Linked DNA regions of Bos taurus: region 1 is linked to region 2. A link is a contact called in public Hi-C data. All regions are on one chromosome and are shown on one strand. Each heading gives the region's core, a stretch centred on a gene start, on an enhancer-like site or on the middle of the called end of the contact. The rest is flanking DNA. Distances are from core to core; before and after follow the strand shown.

The links. A called contact is a pair of places that touch in the nucleus more often than the background predicts.
Region 1: a contact with region 2 is called in a Hi-C map of liver, with 2.8 times the contacts expected there. The contact joins two enhancer-like sites. A contact is called at or near these places in 2 of 11 Hi-C or Micro-C datasets (liver and skeletal muscle).

The regions. Positions count from the first base shown.
Region 1 is chr28:7,597,715-7,602,167 of ARS-UCD2.0, reverse strand. No RefSeq gene overlaps it. Among named protein-coding and RNA genes, the nearest start is that of IRF2BP2, 200 kb to the right of the region's middle. Within about 2 kb of position 3,092, at least 54 of the 102 cell types and tissues checked have an H3K27ac peak or open chromatin away from gene starts, as enhancers often do. A contact at or near this core is called in liver, where this site is marked.
Region 2 is chr28:7,308,270-7,312,626 of ARS-UCD2.0, reverse strand. No RefSeq gene overlaps it. Among named protein-coding and RNA genes, the nearest start is that of TARBP1, 41 kb to the right of the region's middle. Within about 2 kb of position 2,781, at least 5 of the 102 cell types and tissues checked have an H3K27ac peak or open chromatin away from gene starts, as enhancers often do. A contact at or near this core is called in liver, where this site is marked.

The DNA of each region.
Region 1 (4,453 bases), core at 1,843-4,342, 290 kb before region 2:
TGCCTTCCACTTTTAGTCCAGACAGGGAACGGCAGGCCCCCAGGTGAGGCAAGAACAAGAAAACCCCTTCAATATCTGTCTACACCAGCAGGAGTTAAAAGTGAATGATTTAGTTCTCAAATCCACTGAGTAAGTCCCCTCTTCAGTTGCCATTCAACAAAACCCTGTTGTGTAAACAGCCCTACAGAATATAAGGGAATTCAGATCCTGATGCTTGAGATACTTACAAACTCTTTAGCGAGATGGAAATTTTACCTGGACTTTACAGCCTCACCCCCAGGAACTCCCATCTTAGGCTACTGGGGTGGTTACTGGCATCTCTATCCTTCCTCCTCCCTTTACTCTCTGTGTGTCCGAGGCACATACACACCACACACAGACCAGAAAACAACTTCCTTTTGCCTGGAAGTTCCCTCACCCCTCGCCATAGACATAGAGAGTGAGGGAACATGTGAGTGGGTTTTGGGGTGCAAGACAGGCAGCCTGACTCTGCGGGGGTGGGGGGTGGTCCAGCCAGGAAGAGCTGGTTCTGGGGTCAGACCGTGGCAAAAAACCTGGGGCTAGTGGTTGGGAGCCCATTATAAACACTCTGTAAGTTGCTATGGGTTAAATAAATAAATGCCAATGAGTACACGTATCTAGGAATCTATCCCATGTCTATACATGGTCCCAAAGTCCAGTAGCAACTCGACTCCATTCTTATCCTCCTGTTGCAGACTGCTTTTGTCTACATCATTCAGGAAAGGGGATTTTAAAACCACAATATTCTAGAAACAACTCTTGCCATCTTACAACCCTGGATATATCCTCAGACCCTTCTCCCAAAAGAGATTTTATAGAGCAGAGGATTCAAGAACCAAAGTCTTGTGGGATTTTTCTCTCTTTTAATCTCTCAACAAAGATAGGCAGAGGAATTTATTATTATCCATTTAAGTTGACTGGTGTCCAAGAAAATCTAGCAGTGAGTGCGCTAATGTTTAGGAAGTTCCTTTTAACGTCAGCCCAAAGCACTTGGGGAAAATGTTCTATTCATAGTGTCCAAGTGAGGCAGGCAGATGTCAAGAATTATTATTCCATTTAACAGATGGAAAATATGAAACCTTCATTCACGGAGCAAGTGGAGAACAGAGCTCAGGAGAGAAGCCATCTCTCTCTGCCTGCACAAGTAGTGAGTTACCATATGAGTGTCACGTGCTCTTGGGACATGCCTCCCTGAAGTCAACTTTCCCTGGCCTGTGTCCCTCCAGGAACTGGATGAAAGGAGTGGTTCCAAAGGTATCTATACTATCCACCATGTCTTTCCAAGTTTCTGGGAGGGAAGTGGGTAGTCTCCCCAGTGTGGTCCCCACGGCATTGCTCCAGTGCTGCCCAGAGCCTTTTGACCATCCACACTTATCACACACTCTTCATCTTGGCTGTCATCTTCTTGGGCCATCAACTCATGCCTCACCTTACTCTGAGTCCTGCAACCCAGCTCTCTTCGCCACCCTGTCTCCTCCAGGTGATGACCATTCGACTGTAGCTACACAGGAGAATTAGGCTTTAAAAAAATACACATGCTGGGGCCTTCCCCGGTGGTCCAGTGGGAAAGAATTACAGGGGATATGGGTTCAGTTCCTGGTCGGGGCAGGAAGATGCCCCTGCCAAGGAGCCCTCTGTGCCACAATTAGAGAAAGTCAAGGTGCATCAAAGACCCAGCCAAAATCAAATCAATCAATCAATAAAAGTAAGTGCAGGGCATCAAGTAGAAACCTCATCAATGACACAAAAATTTTTTTAATATACAGGCTTGTGTGCTGCACCCAGAAACTTTGGTGGGGTACCTGGGAGCTGCCTGCACAAAGCAAGAGTTTTGCTCCTGTGTCCTCCTGTGTCCCGGGCGAGGCCTGCTGTGAAACCTCTCATGGGAACCAGGGCCTTGTGTCATAACCTGGCTGCAGCAAACAGGCTGACACTGCTTTCCTCCAGGGCAGCAGATGGGCACCTTCTCCTCTAGGTGAGGCTGCCCAGGGGCCCAGCAGGATGATTGGAGTGGGGGATGAAGACACTGGCTAGGGGGGCCCCCAGGAGAGGCTTCCTGGGACGAGCCTTCTGGTCACCCTGGCTTTCTCCAAGGGAAGGCGGGGTGTCTGGGCTCCTCTCCTCTGCAAAGAGGCCCAAAGAAGAAGTCATGCAGAGGACACACTCAGCTGTGGGAGGCTGGAGAAAAAGAGCCAATAAAATTGGCTTTATTTATAATGTTCCCGTGTTTGTTATTTTGTTATCCCTACGCTGTTTCCTCAGTGCAATGTAACAAGGAAAAGGATTAAAAAAAGTCCCCCACTCTAAGCATGCATGAACTTTATGGCCTCACTCTGCTCCCTCTCCTCCTCTGTCCCCACCAGGCTCGCCTTGCCTGTGATTTCCTCTCCCAAACTGCGTATTTTCCATACTAACTTTTATGGCATCTTCCTGGATTAATGGTTAACAGTATTCCTTTTCTCCCCTCCGCCCCCATTATCAAAGAGGGCTTGGAATGACTATTAACTCTCTGGTTAACAGAAAGAAACATGTTAATCATCTACGAGCCCTTGGACAGGAAAATTATTCTTTGTAACCTTCTCCCAACGGCAGAAGAGCCCCTTGTCCGCCAGCAGCTGACCTTCAACCACACCTGGGTCTGGAAGCTTGCAAAACCCCGACGGTAATCGGTAATCGTGTTACAAGGGCTTCTGAGTAAAAGCCAAGGTCATAAACCACCGCCCCCCCGCCCCACCCCCCACCCCCGGCTCCCTCCAGCGGGAATGACGCTGGGGCTCTGGTGTCCAGGGAGGGCGCCTTTCCACCCAGCTAACCCTCCTTCCACGACCCTATAAAGAGACCACGCTGCATCTCTTTAAAAAAAAATCGTTTTGCAAGTGAGGGCTAATCATTCTTTGTTGTACATTCTTTGTTGCTGGGAGACTCGGGGTGGCTGTACAGGCTGTTCTTTCTTGCAGCCATAGTTCAAAAGTGCTCCTTTTGACCCAAACACACACGTGTTGTAATCCTGCCCTCCCTTGTGTGGGGCTGGGAGGCAACCAGGAAGCGTGGATTCCCAAGCCAGACCCAGATGCTGGGAGGGTGACCTCTTTCTGAAGTTAGAGGGGCGGTGCCTTTGCAGGGAGGGGTAGGCAAGAGCAGGAGAAGGTAATACTCAGGGAAATGGGCGGGGGTGGGGGGGGTGGGGGTCGACCCCCACCCCATACTCAACAACGGGAGCGTGGAGTATGCCATCTTGGAGAAAGTGTCCCTTTATTCATTCACAAAGCCGATCTTCTGCGGAGAGGGGAAGCCTGGGGAAAGAAGGCTGGCCTCCACCTCTGCTGGGTTTGGCTTGCTTTTCTCCCCTGCGGCCCGCTCTTCTTAAATAAGACCTGGGAGCAGGCGAGAGGTTGTTCTGCCGAGAGAGAAAGGACACAGGCATCGCCAGACTTATTAGGAAAGACGCTGTCGGGGTCTTGGCAGGCGCGGCGCTGCGGACCACGTGGTCCTCTGCGCACCTGGTTACTGTCAGCGCTGAGCTCCGGCCCCCGCCGGCCGGGTCTCCTCCCCATCGGCCTGCAGGCTGCCCCCAGCGCCTGCCCCTCTCGGATCCAAACATTTCCACATTAGGCAGCCTCGGCGCTGGGCTCCCCGCCTCCGGCAGTGACCTCGGGTGACCTCCACGCCGGGCTCCGCGCCAAGCCCCTCATCACAGGTGCACTGGCAGTTTTCTGGGTCACCCTTGTGATCGGGTGTCCAAGCACTTGGCAAAATTTAGCGAATGTTCCTCGGTGCTCTGCATCATCTTGACACTGTTTGCACAGACACCCTTGGGGACGCATGAGAGGAGCTGGTGCCTCTCATTCAATCTCTGGTTATAGAAGAGCCAGGCATGCTGGCCCCTCCAAAGGCTTGGATGACCTGATCTCCCTCTGTGTCCCCAGCCCGCTCCCTCTAAGCTGATCTGACTTCTCTCTTGGACTTAAGAATCGGAGCAGAAGTTGTGGATCCTTCTACGCACACCCATAGCTAGATTTGCGCAGCCATATATGGTATCTGCCGGGGTCTGTGGCTCTGGAGCCTTGGAAATGGGGCTGCTCCAAACTGAGATGTGCTATGATGGCAAGTTTCACACGGGATTTCGCAGACTTATGTGACAAGAGAACGTGAAGTATTGAACGTGTTGAACTGATCATGTTTTGGAAAAAGTGGGTTAAATAAAATGTTATTAAAATTAATTTTATGTTTCTTTTAATGTGGCTACTAAAAATAAATGCTGCATGTAAGACTCATGTTGTATTGGTCTTGGGCAGCACTGGTCTTGACCATCCCACTCTGGAGGTTCCTTCTGTGCTTCACTAACAGCCTGCATTTCCCTGACAGCCAGGGTGATGCAGCTTCTGTACCTACTACTCCCTCCCCGTGTCCCTCCTTCCTGCCTTCCTCCCTG
Region 2 (4,357 bases), core at 1,532-4,031:
TGGAACAATCCCCCTTCTGTTCTATAATCCCTGTGCCCTTGGTGCACAGCCTCCTGGGAACTCGGCCATCATCCCCACTGAAGAAGGTCCCCTGGTTCACAGGAAAAGAATGGAAATGGGGCTGCCCAGGAGGGGAGACATTTAGAATCACTGGGTCTTAGCACTGAAAGGAATTTTTAGAGACTGAGTGAAACCCAAGCTCCTCATTCATTTTGAGAATGAGAAATACGAAATCCAGAGAAGTTGAATGACTCTGCTGGTACAGCCAAGTTGGTGTCAGGGCTAAGAACTGGTCTCACTGCCCAGGTCTGTGTCTTTCTCAGCATGACTGCCTGCTCTCCTCCGGGGTCAGTCCAGGGGTTAGACCATGGTCCTCTTTGCCAAGTGCAGTGCCCTGTCCAGTGGAATGTGAAGCCCAAGGACCATTGAGGCTATGGGCAGTGTGGATGTGAGCAGTAAGGATGAAATTCAACTCCGGGTGGGGTCGGGGCGGGGGTCATCTGCACCCACATCTCTCTCCTCCTTGCTTCACTGGGTACCCACAGAAGAGCTCTCTGGTCTGCACTCCACTTGGATCAGCAGGAGCCCATGGTCCCCAGACTGCACTTGTCCCCTGGTAGGACTGGAAAGGCAGCAAGGGAGCCCAGCAGTCACCACAGGGCCAGAGACAGAGAACCTGGGTGGTGCTGAGACCGCCTTGAACTAGACTCTCACTCTCTTTCCCTTGAGAGCCAAGCGGGAAAATAGCATAACTGTGTATAAGGCAGTGGAAAAAAGATGTGTTAACCCTCACCCAGAGCTTGTACATCCAGAATCAGTTTTCTCATCCTTTTCTTCCCTTTTGCCAAACTCCATACATCCCCCATGGGCTGAGATGCTGTGAAGCTGGCCAAGCCTGGTGGCTACAATTCAGAGCAAAGATTTTGAGGTCCAACCTCCTGAGTATCCACCTAGCCTCTGCCACTTGAGCGCTGTGTGATTTCGAGCAGGATTTTATTTTCTGGAAGCCTCAGTTTCCTCATCTGGAAAATGGACACCATGCCAGTTAGTTTAAGAAATACCCTAAGGCTTAAATAAGAGGAAGTTTGCAGTGGATTTGGCTAAGTGCCTGGCATGAAAGTGATGGGTACACCTCAACTGCTGTTGCTGTTAGCACATAGAGAACTTCACCAGACAGAATTCATAAGAGAATTTACTTTATTGTTTTTTAAAGCGTTCTCTTCGATGTGGACCATTTGTAAAGTCTTTATTGAATTTGTTGCAATGTTGTTTCTGTTTTTATGTTTTGTTTTCTTGGCTAAGAGGCATGTGGGATCTCAGCTGCTGTGACTAGGAATTGAACCTGCCCCCACTGCAATGGGAGGTGAAATCTTAACCACTGGATCACCAGGGAAGTCCCAGGAGAAAATTTAGAAGGACAGATCTTTGCAGTTAGCAAGTGAGACTGCATCAGTCATCAACATCTGGTCTTGGTGAAAAGGAAGGGCAGCTGCAGACAAGGAGACCGACTGGTGGAAACAATACAGATAACCTGCACCTTGCTGCTGCTGCTGCTGCTAAGTCACTTCAGTCGTGTCCAACTCTGTGCGACCCCATAGACAGCAGCCCACCAGGCTCCTCTGTCCCTTGGATTCTCCAGGCAAGAACACTGGAGTGGGTTGCCATTTCCTTCTCCAATGCATGAAAGTGAAAAGTGAAAGTGAAGTCGCTCAGTCGTGTCCGACTCTTAGTGACCCCATGGACTGAAGCCTACCAGGCTCCTCCATCCATGGGACTTTCCAGGCAAGAGTACTGGAGTGGGTGCCATTGCCTTCTCCGGACCTACACCTTGATGGGGCTACATATCAACATTGATCCCTTATAGAGGGTGGAGCCAGCCTGTCCTAGCTGGGGAACCCCAAATTCTGCTTTCAGTGACCTACAGCCCTAGCTGGGGGCACCTAGGTCTAGCAAGCAGTCCAACCATAGGGCATGACTGCAGGGAAAAGAGAGAAGCAGCACAAAAGAATGGGGGACTTCCCTGGTGATCCAATGGTTCGAATCCACCTTCCAATGCAGGGGACGTGGAGTCCATCCATAGTCAGGGAACTAAGATTCCTTACGCCCGGAGGCAACTAAGCCCCGGAGCCACAACCACTGAGCCCATGCGCCACAAGAGAACCTCAGGCGCTGCAACTAGAGAAAAGCCTGCATGCCGCAACTAAGACCCAGCACAGCCAAAAATAAAAATAAAAAAAGGAATGGTGGCATTCTCATGGCTGTGGTGCAGAGAGGGTTTGACTGATCTCTGAGAAGAGGACCTAGTGTTTTTCACTATCACTATATTCCGGATGCAAACATATTCTCGGGCAGGAGAATTGTCCCTAAAGGACTGGTCTACCAATTAAGAGTGAGAAACTCTTTAGAGTCACGCCTGGACTTCCTCGAACATTCCTCGTGCACACACTCACGGACACAGACGTGCATACAGGGTGCCTGACCGAGGGGCGGGGGGACCCAGCATTTGTGGGTCTATACTATGCTGGTCAGAGCTCCCTGGGGTCCTTAGTACCTGGAGAAGTGACAGAAGAGGCGAGGACTGGCCTCACTGCACCAAGGATCAGCTAAATGAACCTGGTACCCAGAGTTTTCCTTTCCCTGCAGAGGGACTGAGGCTGAGAGAGTGGAACACAGGAAAAACCGGAATGTCCCCATTTTCCTTCCCCAGTGTCTCTCTGGCGGTCATGACAACAGAAAAGGGGCTGACGGGAGTGGATCAATCTTTCTCTGGCTCTGGAATGAGTCATTTGGCAAATAGCTTCATGTGGAAGTTACAAAACCTCTAGGGTCACCTATGGAAACCCCAGTCTTCAGAAACCACAGCAAGGTTTCTGTTTTGTTTTGTTTTGTTTTGCTGTTGAGCCCACTTCCGCAGCGGCAGGGATACAGACGAATCACAAACCGCACACCAACCGCGCACATGCATCCCACCTGCGGATGTATACACGGCCTTCGGCCTGGAGGACCCCGGATGTTCCTTTCCATCTGCCATTACAGGTTCTTTTGTGTGTTGCCTCTTGGGTCTCTGTTGTACTAATTTGTCCCGGCCACACCCAAGATGGGGGGTGGGTGCTGCTACGGTCCTCTGAAGGGCCTTTCCTGTGGGGTCAGGAGAAAGCTTTTACTATAGGCATGTTTTAAGGGGGAATTTTCTTGCTTTGTGTTCCCTACACAGATTTTAAGGGTTTCTTTTACCCCCTTGGGGATAAAAATCATTACAAGAAAAACCCACAAAACTTTTGACGCCTGTGGTATTTCTGCTCTTTGGGCTGTTGCTGCTGCTGCTGCTAAGTCGCTTGAGTCGTGTCCAACTCTGTGCGACCCCATAGATGGCAGCCCACCAGGCTCCCCCGTCCCTGGGATTCTCCAGGCAAGAACACTGGAGTGGGTTGCCATTTCCTTCTCCAATGCATGAAAGTGAAAAGTGAAAAGTGAAGTCACTCGTCGTGTCCGACTCTTTGCGACCCCATGGACCTACCAGGCTCCTCCGTCCATGGGATTTTCCAGGCAAGAGTACTGGAGTGGGGTGCCATTGCCTTCTCCGCTTTTGGCTGTTAGTCTATTGAAAAATTTTTTGAAACAAAATAGCTCACGATTTTTCAATAGCCACCTTCTATCCCAGTGCCTGCCACGTATACAAATTCAGTCACTCAGGAAGTATTTTTGAGCATTGCCTGAGTTTGCTGAGTATATAGCTTTGAACAACACTGATACATTTCTTGGTTTCAGGAAGCTTACATCACAGTAATAACTAAAAAACCTTCACAGATATGCTATGAACTGAAACTAGAATTAAGGCCAGATGAAGACCCACTTAAACTTAATGGCCTACCTATATTAATATATATCTAACTATTGTTCTCAAGTCATTGTTCGTGTACACAGGGGCTTACCTTGTGGCTCAGTCGCCAAAGAGTCTATCTGCAATACAAGAGACCAAGTTCCATACCTGGGTCGGGAAGATCCCCTGGAGAAGGAAATGGCAACCCACTTCATGTATTCTTGCCTGGGAAATCCCTTGGACAGAGGAGCTTGGCAGCATACAGCCCATGGGGTCGGAAAGAGTTGGACACGACTTAGGGACTAAAGGTACCTACCTACTAGTGTACATAGATATACAACAGGCATCCCCCGAACGTTGCAGGGAGAGGGAGCTGTGTCACTGAAAATTCTGGACTCTGTGAATTCTCCTACAGTGATGACAAAGGCTTAGGTGCAAGGTTGAAAAGGGACCACCCAACCTGTGGGAAAAAAAAATGGGTTTTGCTGAAGCTTTATCTTGGAAAAGGACTTAGAAGTAAATACCATTTAAACAGTT